Regions from separate parts of the Mus musculus genome. Here region 1 is linked to region 2. The links are chromatin contacts, called in public HiChIP or PLAC-seq maps. All regions are on one chromosome and are shown on one strand. The core of a region is the stretch at or near the end of the contact, and the rest is flanking DNA. Distances in the headings are between cores, read along the strand shown. Region 1 overlaps Vav2 (vav 2 oncogene). Region 2 holds the start of Slc2a6 (solute carrier family 2 (facilitated glucose transporter), member 6).

Region 1 (7,477 bases), core at 2,608-5,107, 260 kb before region 2:
AGGTCTGTCCCATGCCCATGCCCTGTCACTCACTGGAAGGTCCCTTTTCACGTGCTGGCTTTGAAGGCCCCTGCCCAGCCATTCTATGCCTCATGTATGGCCGTCCACTGCCCTCAGAAGCTCGTCTGTGTTCTGCTCAGAAACCTTTGTGGCTTCTGCTGTTCTCTGAATCAGGCCAGGGTCATTGAAGATGTGTGTAACAGGAACGCCTCAGATTCCGGGGAAGCCTGGCCATGCTCAGATTCCTGGGCATGCTCTATTCTTTCCCACCCCAAGGTGTGCTCAGGACATGTCCTCTTCCTCACTTAATCTGCCTGCATCCCACTCATCTTGTCTTTGCCATGAACTTGACACAGTCCAAGAAAGTCACCTTCCAGACTCCTTAGCCAAGGGACTGTCAGGCTACCCCACAGTCATACCTGTGCCTCTCATAGACACCTGTCTTAGACAAGGTGAAATGCCTGACACAGGCTAGGTCCCTTTGGCATTGCAGTGTTATAGAAGCAGTGAGTTCCAGCCTTGACTTCTGACCCCTGACCCCTGAGTCCTCTGGTCCATGGTCCCCTTCTTTTCCCAAGACACACCTTGTTTGAAGAGGAAGGTGCTGCAGTCTAACTCCCACACAGGATCAGGGGGAGGACGCTGGCTCTCAAAGCTACCTGCTCTCTGAGAGCAGACTTCATGCAGCTGGAAAAGTTTGCATCAGTTTTGAATGGACTTAAATGTGGGTGCCATGGCTGACATGGGGACCTCTGGCTGGCGCCCCTGGGGAACTGAGGTCACCGCAGCAGAGGGACCACCACATCTTCCCACTGCAGACACAATTCAGTGTCAGCCATTCCTGGAGCATGTGACTCATACTGCAGGTGTACCCTGAACCCAAGCCTGGCCAGTGTGTGGCTTCGGGTCCCTTTGTGGCAAAGTACCCTGAGGTTATATAGCTCCTGACATTCCAAAGAGGGTTTGTGACTCTGTGTTCTTCTTTTCACGGGAGGCTCTTCAAACTGCAAAGTTTAGAAGGCGGCCTGGTTTGCTTTCTGTTACTGTGATGAACAACCACGATCAAAAGCAACTTAGGGGAGGAAAAGTTTTATTTTAGATTATATTCCCAGGTCACAGTCTGTCATGAAGGGAAATCAGGGAAAGAATTCAAGGCAGAAACCATGGAAGAAGGCTGCTTACTGTCTCACTTTCTGGAGCGCTTAGCTAGCTCTCTTCTATAGCCTAGGATTGGCGCCACCTCCAGTGGGCAGTTCCCTCTCTCCTCCATCGTCAGTCAGGACAATCTCTCAGACATGGCCACACAAGACCGTGTGATCAATGCAGTTCTCTAACTGAAGTGCCCTCAGTGAAAACTAATACAGCAGGGAATCTAAAAGCCTTTAATGTCCCCAATGCAAAGCAGAAAACCATTCATCCAGCCAGTGTCTGGGCTGTCACTGCCCTGGAGCTAAGCTTTCCTCAGGGTTGCAGTACACACTCCATGCAACTCTGTTAGCTGGCTGCTTTGCCTCCGGAGCTCTACTGTCTCTGTGGGAATCTCCTTCCCAGACGTGCACTTCTGTGACTCCTGCCAGGGTGCACAGGGCCACACACGCTCAGATCTGTCGCTGCTGTTGATTTAGAACAAAACCCACCCTTTATAAACTGTGGCTTCTGGTAGGGAGCTGCCAGTAGCAAGGTTTGTAGGCTGGCCCTTGAAGTGATCCCAGAAGCAAGAGAGGCCATAAGGGAGGTAGGAACTGGCTCCAGGATGTGGGTCTGGCTTTTGTGTGCCGGGGATTTCCTCTCTGCTCTGCTTTCTGGGTAGGATCCCTGCTGTTCTGTCCCAGCCGCCCCTGGGCATTGCTTCCAGACCATTTCAAACTTTCTGAAGCAAAGTGAGCACTGCCCCCTGGTGACTGACTAGAGGATTGCAGTACTATGTAGGGCTCATACCTTCCCCCCACTCCATCTCCCCCAGCCACTTACAGAATACCCAGGCTCTTCAGGGAAGGTGGGACAGGGGCTTCGTGAGAGCAGAAAGGTCTAAACAGTGGCTGTGTGTGACCCACTGTGGCTTATCCATGCTGGGCTGCATCTCCATTCTGACACAGAAGGCCTTCTGAGTGAGGGGAACCTGGATTTGGGGGTTCCCAGCACCCTCTTCAGCATAGTGTGTACTCTGGGTTCAAATGTTGTGTTCTTCACCTTATTCCTTCCTGGTTCCCTGTGTGTGGTGGTTTTTACTCCCATAGCCCAGAGTTGGAGTGGCCCCAGGCAAGATGGAGGAAGAGTGTGGAATGACCAGCTGGGCTAGGAAGGGGCTGGGAGGTCACCCCGTGTGTGACTCAGTGCCCTGATCCTGTCTTGATTTCCAGGACTTGGCCATGTACATCAATGAAGTGAAGCGGGACAAGGAGACCTTGAAGAAGATTAGCGAGTTCCAGTGCTCCATAGAAAACCTGGTAAGCCGTGGCTGCCTGCGAAGCCTGCCGGGAGTAGGAGGGAGGTCGGGCAGTATCAGCCTTCATCCAGTTCTACCTACTGTGCGGATGAGGTCATCCACGTGTAGGGCTCAGGAGATGGATGTCCTATTGACAGCCTGGCTCTCTTTCTCCCTTCCCAGCCTGAACCCCAGGCTGTGGCGACCAGAGGCAGGACGCTTCGTCTGCTCTGTGGCCCTCCTGTTTCCCTGTCCTCAGGGTGGGCAGTGGGCAGGGTTCGGCTTGGGGGTGGGGCCACGGTCATCTCAACCTGAGAGCTGGCCCTCAGCTTGCCCCTTGTCTAGGAATCAGACTGGGGGCTGTCAGTCAGGGTTGGCCCTCTCTCAGGCATACTCCGGGGAGAAGAGATGAGCTGTTCCTGGACTCAGCCCTGCTTGGCCCCATGTTGGGTCTAGGTCTCTCTGTGTTGGGGTGTTCTGCAATAGGAGACCTTAAGCACGCCCTTGCCCCCACCCATCGGATGCTAATAGCGCCCTCAACCCCAAGTGATGACTGCTCCTCCAAATGCCGTCTGATTCCCAGAGTCATTTTGATATTGAACCATTGATTTTTTTCCCCGCTCAAACATCCCCTCTTCTTGGAGATTTTCCTGGAGAGCTTGGCGAAGTAGAAACCTGGAAGCCCGATATCTAGGCTGGCATACCCATCTTCATCTCCAGAGGAACCCTCTACAGAGCTGGCTGGCTCATCAGAGGGCAAGGAGAACTGCCAAGCAGTGTCTGATGAGTGCTCTGTCTACATGTGTGCTTGCACGCCAGAAGAGGGCGTCAGACCCGGGACAGATGGTTGTGAGCCACCATGTGGTTGCTGGGAATCAAACTCAGAGCCTCTTAACCGCTGGGCCATCTCTCCAGCCCATTCTTATGTGTCATGAGTGTGACCTGAAGCATGAACATTTGTGGGGTTCAGACCATTTGCCAGTCATCCCTGCTTTCTGATCACTGCACAGTTAACACACTGCTTTTGAACACAGGGGAGTTTGCTTTGGTGTTGTGAGTCATGTTTGCTCTTTAAATGACAAGGAATGGGATGTGAGTGTGGTTTAGTTGGCAGAGTGCTTGCCTTTCATGCACAGGGCCCTGAGTAAACTGGACTCAGGGGCACTAACTGTAATCCAGCATCGGGGGCAGGGGAGGAGGAAGGCGGAGGCAGGAGGATCAGCGTTGTCTTTGGCCACACAGCATCCAGGCCAGTGTGGGATACTCCAGGCCCTATCTCACAAAGAACGGTGATCCATGGATCTCGGTGTTTCTGGTATATGACAGCCAAGCTGCATGCAGTCTTGGTGCTGTCTCTAGGAGAAGGCACCTGGATTTATATGTCCTGTGTGATGGGGACAAAGGGGCATAGCAGAGTCCCCGAGCAGATGTGAATCATGCTCTGTGTCAGGCCAAGGCCAGCCTCTGTCATACTGAAGTCAGACCTAGGAGTTTTCACAGAGTACAGGGACCAGGCCTCCAGGCCCATGTGACCACCCACAGGCATAGCCACTTCCCCTGGAACCCGACCTCTGCCTTCTCCTGAATAGACTTGTCCCTTGAAGAGGATACAGAGGACAGTGGAAAGGCAGATCTCTCTGTATTAAACAGAACAGAGAGGCACAGTCCAAGCAGAAGCGGAAATGGAGACTTGATGGCCAGTGGTGGCGGGGCTGGGCATAGATTGCTTTCTGTGGAGGATGAACCCGGCTGGACCCCGCCTGTGGTTGCCGCTCAGTCCAGTGGTGCTGCTTGCTTGCTTTATTTGCTCTCTTAGGGCTGGACCTCTGGCTTTTCCTACAGCTCCGGGTTCCACACAAGGGCCGCCTGTGAGCATGACCAGACCATCAATTGCCCTTTGTTCCCAGGGCTCAAGGGAGTCCCCATTGTGGCCCCCTGAGAGGGGACAGGCTTGGCTCATTCATGGGCTACCCAGTCACCGTAGGCACATTTTCCTAGATCACACCTGGGTCTTTCTGTCCTGCCCTGGGCATGCCTACTTTTCTCCCTGTCTAGCAATGCAGAGGTTGTCCACCCTTGGACTAACAGTCCTTGCCTTTCCAGCAAGTGAAGCTGGAGGAATTTGGGAGGCCAAAGATTGACGGGGAGCTTAAAGTCCGGTCCATAGTCAACCACACCAAGCAAGACAGGTGAGTGGGGTGATGTTCGGCACCCCATCCCCCTTTAGCCTGGGGACCCCACTCCTAGGAGGCCTGAGACAGACCCTCCTGTGGGAAGAAGGACAGCAAGGCAGGCGCCATGCAGCTGTTTAAATCACTTCCTTTCCTCTCTCCACAATTCCTCTGTGTCTGTCACACAGCAATAGCCACAAAAGGGCACTGCCCTGCCTGTGGTGGGCTGTGAGCTGGCCTGGGAGTCGAAGCTGGGACACAGAGAGGTCTGGCCTCTGGGGAGCTCCTTGCCCAGTGGGAGTAGATAGGCAGGTGTGGGCGGAGTCAGGACAAGTCAGCCGTCTAGGAAACGTCACAACAGACTTGGGTTCTGGGGGCACAGAGGAGAGAATTGGTAGTGGCCTTTGAATAGTGCTCCAAGGGAGATAAAGACAGAGGGCCGAGGATCTTCTGCATGAAGGTGGCATTCAGGACGACTTTATGGGAGCAGTGGCTTCCTGACCGAGAGTCATTGTGCCATGTGGACCTGACAGAAAGGAGGGTCTCACCTTGGAGAGAGGGCAGCCTGTACAAGCCTTGGCCCTCTTGGTTTAACACACTGGCTGTGGTCTCAGGGACAGGAGTCAGGCAGGGATATAGGCTCTTCACACAGAGCATGGCTGTCCTGACACTGGGTGCCCTATGTGGCCAGGTACCTGTTCCTATTTGACAAGGTGGTCATCGTGTGCAAGAGGAAGGGCTACAGCTATGAGCTGAAGGAGGTCATTGAGCTGCTCTTCCACAAGATGACCGATGACCCGATGCACAACAAGGACATCAAGAAGGTGGGTCTGGGTCTGGAGAGGGGCCAGGTGCAGGGTCCTAACCCCAGGGCCAGCACATCAGGTGTCCCCTGCTGGCCTCCCTTTGTCATTATGACTGGCTGGTAGTTCCCATGGTGGGTCATAGGCATCCTTAAGACTCTAGCTTCCTAGAAGCAGAAGGGAGGTCATGCTTAGGGTACCAGTAAGAGCCTCGTTCCCAGCCTTGACTTTTTAGTCTCAGTGGACCTGACTAGTTCTTCATTGTCTGTTGTAACAGCTCCATTCTTGCTCTGTCTCTTTTGCTGGGGGCTGGCTTGTGGTTTGTCAGGCTCTGAAAGCCAGTGGACTAGGACTGCTGGAAAAGGGGCTGTGGGTTCTAGGGGGTAGGGCTGTAGCTGTAGGGGGTGGGGCTGTAGGGGTGGGGCTATGGGTACTGAGGCTATGGCTGTGGCTGTGAGGGGGTGGGAAACACAGTCTTGCTTCTGAGTACACCACCTTGTGTGTGTGTGTGGCCCTATGCTGGGTTGGGAACAAGAGCCAGTGGCTAAAGGCTCTGACCTTCTGTAAGTCCCCATATAGGACCAAACACAAGCTCTTCCTAACCCTGGTGTCTGAAGCAGGAGACAGTGACCAAGGCTAATTTCCAAGCTCCAAGACTTCTTATGAAGCCTTGGGAGACCACCTAGAGTGTTTGATGTGTTCTTACCGTCCTGGGCTCTCAGCCTGCCCAGGCTGCAATGTGGCCTGGCCAAGCCTCTTAATGACCTGTCTCCCTTTCCTTCCCTCTTCATGCTTCCTAGTCTCATGGGAAGATGGTAAGCCCCTGGTGCTCTCCCCCTGCCCCAGTGCTGCCCCGAGCTGCCCTTTCCAGACTTGTGGGTCTGGGAAGATCAGGCTCGTGGCCCTCCTCCTCCTCCTTCCTCTACATCTCAGTCAAGAAAGTGACACATATTTGTGGCAAAAGACTCTCGATTTGTAGGTGTGACCTGGAAGCCAGCCTGCTCTCCTTCCTGGGAGGTAAAGATCAGAGGTCACTGAGCAATGGCAGGCGAGGCTTCGTGATCTCTGCCCTGCAAATCCGTCCTCCTCACTCCCTCCTTCCTCTTCCCCATGTTCCTCTCTCTATCTCTCTCTCCCTCCCTCATCCCTCCACTTCTAACAGACTAAGCTACACTTTACCTGGCATCATTCGGAAGCCCTTTTCTCAAGCCTGTATATTTGGCAGGCCAGTAGGTCAGGCCTGGCTGCTGGGTTGCTCAGTTTGGTCAGACTCTCAACCATCTGACCCCAGCCTTTGTTTTTCCTGTTGTTTTAAACTCAGGAATTGTTTTTTAACCCAGGAAGTGAAAGTGAGTGGGCGGGGCTATGGGCTGCTCTTGGGCTGGTTCCTGGGTACCACTCCTGAGGAGTCTCAGGGACAGCAAGGATTTGGGTTGAAGTGCCCCGCGAAGGGGTGGAAAAAGAGTAGGAAGGATATCCTGATAAAGGGTGGGCCCTGAGCTTGGGCTGCCACATCTATGCACATACACACATAGTAGGCTTCCTACATACATAAAAGTGCACACAGCAGGGTCCCTGCATACCTACTCACATGCATGGGCACAGTAGGACACATAATGCACACACAACAGTATGCACACACACATGCATGCATATGAGCCCAACAGGATCTCTGCTTGCATACATGCATATATGCATGTGCACACAGTACTACCTATGTACCTGTACACATGGGTCCATGTGCAGAGCATGATCTACAGGTCAGCGCATGTCCACGCATGATGTCCACACATGTGAAAGGAACTGTGGACATCCAGACACAGGCTTGGGTGCACACACACAGACAGCTCTATGTCCAGGAACAGAAACAAGTACCCATGCACATGTGCACATTTAGACACAGTACAGACACACATCTTACACAGGAAAGCGTACATATACTTTAACACATGTTCCTAAACAACTTCACATATGAGAGCACCCTGGCCTGCTCAGGCAAGAACACAGTACACCCACAATCTCTAATGTGGGAGGACACACATATGGGCACACAGCTAGGCAAGAGTGTATATGTCTGT
Region 2 (7,530 bases), core at 1,852-4,351:
CAGCCAGAGCTACACAGAGAAACCGAGAAACCCTGTCTCCAAAAAAAAAAAAAAAAAAAAAAAAAAAAAGAAAGAAAAGAAAAAGAAAAGAAGGAAGGAAGGAAGGAAGAAAGAAAATATCATGAGAGTACAGTCTCACCCCTTTTGGAAAGGTACTGAGGTTAGAATGGGTGTAGCAGGAGCCAAGAGGATGCTGGGAGCAAGAGGAAGTAGCTGGAGGTGAGTCTCCCTGAACGGGTAAGCAAGGGAGATCCCAGAGACAGCAGAGGCTTGTAAGGGAAGGGAAGTTGGAAGCAGAAAGCAGCAGGGAGATCCATGGCCTCATGGGAAAGGAGTCCACCTGTTGCCTTGGTAGAGAAGGTCTGATCTCAGCTAGGGGGAACAGAAGTGTCACTAGGACCGGCTTGGGCTTGGCTCCCAATCCTTGTTTTCACAAACTACCAGTGGGGCAGGAGCCCATAGAAGAAAAGGCAAGAAGGGACAGTGTGCCCATGTGTAACTTTGCTCTCATTTGAGGCAAATGTGAAAAAGAGAAGCAACTATTGCAAGTTGGCCGCTGACCTTCACATATGCAGCATGCACTACCACACGCATGCGCACACGCACACTCGAGCAACATGTAAATTTTTTTCGTCTGAAAGGCCCTGAAGCCTGGGATCACACACAGCACACATGGTCAAAGCTGAACAGTGCCTCCATTTTCTGTCATGGGCTTCAGGGACCAACCCACAGTGCCAAATTGGGGCAAGCCCCAGCTGCTCTCTTTGCTCCCCTCTCTTCCCCTAAATTTGAGCCAAGGTCATTCTTGGTTATGGGAATGGTGGGTGAGGGAAAGAAAGCATCCCAGTGAGCCAAATGAGAAGAGCCTGTCAAAGGCTTCACCCTCCTACATCACATCCCACAGACAAGGACCACATGGGAGCATGGGAAAGAAACATGGTAAGACACAGGGAACTTGCCTTGCCAGCAGAATATAGTGACCCGCTCTGTCCTGGGCTGGTGAGATGGCTCAGTGGGTAAAGATGCTTGCTACCTAAACTAGACAATCTGAGTCCAGCTTCTGGGACCACAGGGTAGAAGAAGAGAACTGATTATCTCCAGTTGTTCACTTATGTCTTCTCTCTCTATGGTACTCACTCTCTCTCTCTCTCTCTCTCTCACACACACACACACACACACACACACACACACACACACACACACATAAACAAACAAAATGTAGTAAAATATATTTTCAAAAAAGGTCCTTAAATAATCCCTGGCAGGCCACCAGGGAATATAGTAAATTCCAGGTCACCCATAGCTAAATAGAGAGACCTTCCCCTCCGCCCCCATTTTTTTTTTTAAATTTTTTAAGGAGCAACTATGACATTTCCTTAAAAGCTGCATTGCCAGGACACAGGAAGTGGGATACAGAACTGATTGTGTGAGAGATGTCCTCAAAGGCCACCAAGATTGCATGTCTGACTACCTACCTAACAACCCCAAGTATTTAGTGGTCTAAGGCAGGAGTATTGAAAGGCCAGTCTGGACAACCTGGTGAAACTTATCTCAGAGTAAGATAGGGCTGTGGCTCAGTTAATGTAGTGCCTGCCTGGGTCCAATCCCTAGCACAGAATGAATCCAGGGCTGCAGTCCCAATTGGAGGTGGAGGCCAGAGGATAAAATTAAAGTGGGTGGCTACCTAGAAAGTTTGATGCCAGCTTGGAATACATCAGACCCTGTCTCAAATGACAAAGGAGTGGAAGGGGCCTGAAGAGATGGTTCAGCGGTTACAAGACCAGGTCCTATATGCTCTGGCTCCCATTACTATTTGGTGACTGACCGGCCTGTAACTCCAGCTCCTACAAGTCCATCATTTCAGCTTCAGGAGCACAGACTCACAGACAGACATAAAATTTAAAAATTATATATCTTAAGTTTTTCACATGTTTGGGTGTTTTGTCTGTACCACATAAAAGCTGATGCCAAAAGGCACCAATTGTCCTGGAAATGGAGGTAAGAGGAGGGTTGTGTGCCAACCCGTGGGGCTGGGAAATCAAACCTGAGTCCTTGCAAGAGCAGCCAGTGCTCTCAGGCTCCCAAAATTATGTATAACACACACACACACACACACACACACACACACACTCAGCTTGGATGTGAAGTGGAACACCACTCACTGAAAGTTCACCTCCCCACTAAGTAACAGACAGGCAAGGCAAACACAGGAAGGAAAGACGTCCAGCCAGGGTGGGTCGCAGCAGTTTTGTGGTCTCTACTGTCCTCTCTAGAAGTGTTTCTAAAGGGGAACTGAGACTTCTACAACACCCTTTACTGTTTTAATAGCCTGGTAACAAAGGGTCAGTTTATAAATGTGAACAGGAAGTAAGTCCACTCCTGTGACTGAAAAAGTCCAAAGACACAGATAGGCATCTTGATTGTGGCTTTTTCCACCTCCTAGAGAAGTTTCTGTTTCGTTTTTTTTGGTCATTTTATACCATTACTGGAATGATTTTGAACAGTGCAAGCTATTTGGACAACCAGGAAATCCCAGAGATCAGGAATGTAGCTCAGAGACAGATTGCTTGCTAGCAGAGAGAAGCCTTGGGGTTTGTCCACAGCTATGGGGTGAGACACCGCAGGGCACCTGCTGGAGTTACCCCTAATTGTTTCTGCTCCACCCTCCTCCTACTTACTGTACACACCCAAAGTAGTGATTCATTGGAGTCAACTAGGGTTAGGAGGCGAGAAGTGAAGTGGCAGGTGTAGAAGTGACATCTATGTGACGGGAGAGGGCACAGAACAGGGCCAAGCAAGGCAATAATAAAAAAATATATAATAATAACAATCCTCCGTGTGACCTTGGCAAGCTTACGACTCTCTGGGCTTCTCCTCCATAAAGCCAGACCCAGCCATGGAGCAGTCCACGCTCTTAGCCTGGCGAAAGGGTGCTCAGGCGGCCCTGCCCTAGAAGCGGGTTTCCCCGGCAGAATCCAGCGCCTCAAGGCGCACGCGATGGGACACGCCCGGGAGCCCGATCGCACCCTGCATCCGAGGCGTGCGGCTGTCTCATTGGACAGCACGGCTCTGCAGGGCCGCCCTGCAGCCAATCGCATCTGTAGGGCGGAGCTTCGCCTGCTGTGCTGAGGGCTCAGGCAGATGCTTTAGCTCTGCAGTGGAGTCCCGCTGTATCTGACCATCCGCGCTGGCCATGCAGGAACCCCTGCTAAGAACCGAGGGACTCGACTATGATACCTTCCCCGAGGTGCCCGCGACTCCTGGAGAGAGAGAACGAGCCGGGTGAGAGTCTCAGGGTGTGGGCATGGGAGGTTGGGATGGCCTTATCTCCAGCAGACGATACACATCTTGGGCCATTACTGACTTCTGGTGAGTGGCCACCAAGAGTCATCTGACTCTTTCTTACCGCATGCTCGCAAGTCCTATTTAAAGAACTGGACCACCATAAAGAAGAGAGCCTCCAAAGGAATACTGGGTGGGATCCCCACCTGCCACAGGGGGAGGACATGGGTCTTGCCTAAGATCACAGAACAAGCTTTGAGCATCACAACAGGAGGCAAAAACCACAATTTCTTTTCTGGAGAAAACGGGCACCAGCCCCAGCCGACAGCCTGGGGATTTCCCAGAGCTGCTGCTAAGGCCTGAAGACAACTTGACTGGCCCTGGACCCAGGCCTCTCCTGGTTATCTGCCGAGCTGGATGGTCATGGGCTCGGGGAAGGCAGCAGTCTGGGAACTCAGGGTCCATTTAAAGGACTTGTCCTTGGTCCTTTGGTTCTACCCCATCCCCCACCAGGGCCTTGAAAAACAGAAGGGTGTTCCTGGCTACCTTCGCCGCTGTGCTGGGCAATTTCAGCTTTGGGTATGCCTTGGTCTACACATCTCCAGTCATCCCTGAACTGAAGCTCTCTTCTGACCCAGCACTACACCTGGACAAAATCCAGGCATCCTGGTTTGGGGTGAGGCCTGTTCTCTAAATCAGATGGGGTAGTGGAGGGAGCATGGGCCCACTCAACCTGCTTACCACAGGGAACTAAAATCACCTAGCCTTGGAACCTCCCCTAGAGCACCGGTATCTCTCCCTAACACGCATTCCCGTCTGCTAGCGGTGATGGCAAGTGACATGAGGAAGTGACATCCTGCAGAGATGTGGGCCAGGGCTGAGGGGAAGATTTCCCAACCCCATACCCAAAGCCAGGCTGCCACAGCAGAGCTGACATCCTCCTGGGTGCCTGGAGGCAGTCACACCAGATGCTAGCGGGATGAGAGGTGCCATATGGACAAGGACAGAACGTGGCTAAACAGAGCCCAGGAGCCCAAGACTTTAACGTTAGAATGTCAGTAGACCCTGAGTTAGGACTGCGACTTGACAGCAAAGCTGGAAAGATTTGGGGTCTCCTGAGCATTTCAAATGGGGTGGGAATGTGCAAGGCGCACAGCACATGCTGAGCACATGCTAGACACTTCGTGAAATATCTTCACCCCTGAGGTTAACTATGTTTTTCCCATAACGCAACTAAGAAACTGAGGCCACACTGTGTGCCCTGGTCCCACTGCTCATGAGTGGCAGACTCCAGCCAAATTCTTTATTCCTCAACAACTCCAATGACCCCCAAATCTTAAAGTCCCAGGCCTACAAGTCATAGGGTTCTCTTTGGTAGTGTGTGAGCCATAGAAAATGCCTTTAACTTCAGCACTTGGGAGGCTGAAGGAGGAAGATCATGTTCTTGAGGCCTGCTTGGGCTCAAAAAAATATTGGACACTCCTGGACAGAGCCACTGTAGACAGGCGCCCCCTCTCCTCAAAGCACCTCTGGAGTAGAACATTTATGGTACCTTTACATATAGTTGTCCACAGGCTGCTGTGCACCTCTGCCAACAGGGGACTCTACCAATGAATGCCTGGGTTTTGGGTCAGCTCTGGAGGAACTCTCTCTAGACTCCGGTGGGGGTGAGAGCTCTTAAAGCCACTTATCTTCTTGTACCCCTGCAGTCCGTGTTCACCTTGGGTGCCGCAGCAGGGGGCCTCAGTGCTATGTTACTCAATGACCTCCTGGGCCGGAAGCTCAGCATCATGTTCTCAGCTGTCCCCTCAGCCATTGGCTATGCAATCATGGCCGGTGCCCGTGGCCTCTGGATGCTTCTGTTGGGGAGGATGCTGACGGGCTTTGCCGGGGGACTCACTGCTGCCTGCATCCCGGTAAGGCCAGATGTCTCCATTGCCTTGGGGCTGTTCTAGACCACCCCTGCCTCTGAGCCTTTGCTCAGTGAAAGTGTGTGGGGTTCACTACATTGCCCAGAAAACCTCAGCTTCCTCCACCAAAGCAGCTGACATCATTGTCACCCAAAACTTCCTACCCTGTGTTTTGACCTCAGTTCCATGCATTGCTCAACTGAAAAAATTTGCATTGCACAAGGGATGTGAAGGGAAGTTCCAGCCCACCTCCACCTCCACCTCCACCCAACTGCTTACCTCATGTAATACTCCATACACAAACTTATCCTCTGACCAAGCCCAGAAAAGAGGTCACTAGGGTAAATACAGATGCCTGCTCAGCCCCAAGTCTGAGGCCCCTGGGCTTGGTTGGGTCCCCCGACCCATACCCGCCAGAGCTGAGAGCTTCTGTATACTTCTTTGCTAGGGAAGGGAAGGTCAGAGCTCTGGTCAGAACAAGACTTCTGCCAGCTTCTCCAGGCTCCCAAGTCCCTCGATCACCCCAGTGGACCCAGGAACATGAATTCCCCACTAAAGTCCAAGTTGGGGCATGTGCCTTACAGGTGTACGTGTCTGAGATTGCACCCCCTGATGTTCGTGGGGCCCTGGGGGCCACACCGCAGCTCATGGCCGTGTTTGGATCCCTGTCTCTCTACGCCCTTGGCAAGTACCATCCTGCACTCCAGTGTTCAGGTTCTGGAGATGGGGGGAATGGAACTCTTCCTGAAGAAAGTCGGCACTGATAGACAGGACACCTGGCTTCCTAGCCCCATCTCTGAGCACTGAGGTCTATCCTACCGCAGCAGCTTCGGACCACCTTCCCACAGCACAAGGGTCCTGTCAGTTCGTGAGGGAAGCCCATACAGGATTTGGCCTGCCTGGGTGATGGGGGTGAGAGCCCCAGGCCCAGCCTTCCCAATACTCTCCCATTATACTGAGGCTGTTTAGGGATCCCACTTTAGTGCCAGGGTCCAGGCAATTCCTGAAGCCCCACACTGCCCTTACTACAGGGTCTTGGGCAATCAGGGAGCTAGGCTGGGGAGCAGTGAGGTCACTCAGGCCCCATCCCCTCACTGAAGCCTCTCTCACCAGGTCTGCTGCTACCTTGGCGATGGCTTGCTGTGGCTGGAGAGGGGCCGGTTCTCATCATGATCCTGCTGCTCAGCTTCATGCCCAACTCTCCTCGCTTCTTGCTCTCAAAGAGCCGGGATGAGGAGGCACTGCAGGCGCTGACCTGGCTGCGAGCTGACTCCGAGGTCCATTGGGAGTTTGAGCAGATCCAGGACAACGTGCGGAGACAGGTGCAGCATGTGTGGTAGAGCTTGATCAGGCCCCGACAGAGAAAGCTCTGTGTAGCCTCGGACAGTCACTAGACCTCTCTGTGCCTTGGTTGGTTGCCTTTCCTCAAACAAGAGCGAGCGGTTCCTGCTAGTGTGCAGAGCCCTTGCAGCCTCCTGTGGTTGGGCCTCTCCTAGACTCACAAGTGCCAAGACAGGGTGGCCAGGGCTAGAGAGCCTGGCATAGCCCTCAACGGCAGCTTTGTGTTCCAGAGTAGCCGAGTGTCGTGGGCGGAAGCCCGGGAACCCCGTGTGTACCGGCCTGTTCTCATTGCAGTACTGATGCGCTTTCTGCAGCAGCTGACAGGCATCACACCCATCCTGGTGTACCTACAGACCATCTTCGACAACACATCCGTGGTGCTGGTGAGAACCCACTCGGCCAGCACTGCCCAGAGCCCTGACAGGCAGGGCAGCCAGGAAGTTAGTGGCTGAGACCTGGATGCCTCTCATTCACAACCTGTCTCAATACATTCTTCTCAAGCGAAGCTTAAGTGCTTTAAAATATGCAGAAGAACAGAAGAAAACAATGTAATAGGATATATAACTCTTGGGACAGTGGCCCCCAGGCTCAGATCCCAGGAGGGACTAGAAGGTCCCTGGAGCCCAGTTCCACCCCAGGTTCTTCCTGCTATGAGGTGTAAAGATAAGGGTGACTCAAGTCGACCACTGCTGTCCAACCAGGGGCTGTGCCCACTATGGCTAGTAGCAGGCACAGCAGACATGCCCCTGCTGGGGCACAGAAGAAGTACCTAGGGCTCGATAGCTAGGATAGCTCATGGCCCCCCAAAAAGGGAGGGGGCAGTGACCCTGGACTTAGGGCTGAACGTCCTTAGTGCATTAGGGTCAGGGTAGGGCACGGGACACTAGGCCAGGTCTCTCAGCCCAGTGCCCTGCCCCCACAGCCCTCCCAGCAGGATGCAGCGATAGTTGGTGCTGTGAGGCTCCTATCTGTGCTGATTGCTGCTGTCACCATGGAC

Evidence for each region. HiChIP or PLAC-seq counts read pairs in DNA pulled down with a chosen protein or histone mark.
Region 1: a contact with region 2 is called in a FOXA1 HiChIP or PLAC-seq map of pancreatic cancer cells. The contact joins the enhancer-like site here to the promoter of Slc2a6 in region 2. A contact is called at or near these places in 4 of 39 promoter capture datasets (3T3-L1-derived adipocytes, cranial neural crest, embryonic stem cells and 1 more), 2 of 115 datasets of contacts at active chromatin or transcription factors (bone marrow-derived macrophages and pancreatic cancer cells) and 3 of 9 other capture datasets (adipose tissue, liver and pancreatic islet).

What each region holds. Positions count from the first base shown.
Region 1 is chr2:27,283,576-27,291,052 of GRCm38.p6, reverse strand. It overlaps Vav2 (vav 2 oncogene), which reads left to right. Exons shown (of 28, transcript NM_009500.2): 12 at 2,361-2,447; 13 at 4,529-4,614; 14 at 5,288-5,420. Among named protein-coding and RNA genes, the nearest start is that of Sardh, 40 kb to the right of the region's middle. Within about 2 kb of position 3,857, at least 29 of the 459 cell types and tissues checked have an H3K27ac peak or open chromatin away from gene starts, as enhancers often do. A contact at or near this core is called in pancreatic cancer cells, where this site is marked.
Region 2 is chr2:27,023,569-27,031,098 of GRCm38.p6, reverse strand. It overlaps Slc2a6 (solute carrier family 2 (facilitated glucose transporter), member 6), which reads left to right and starts at 3,101. Exons shown (of 10, transcript NM_172659.2): 1 at 3,101-3,282; 2 at 3,796-3,958; 3 at 4,992-5,198; 4 at 5,777-5,876; 5 at 6,306-6,514; 6 at 6,764-6,916; 7 at 7,456-7,530. The coding sequence starts at 3,194.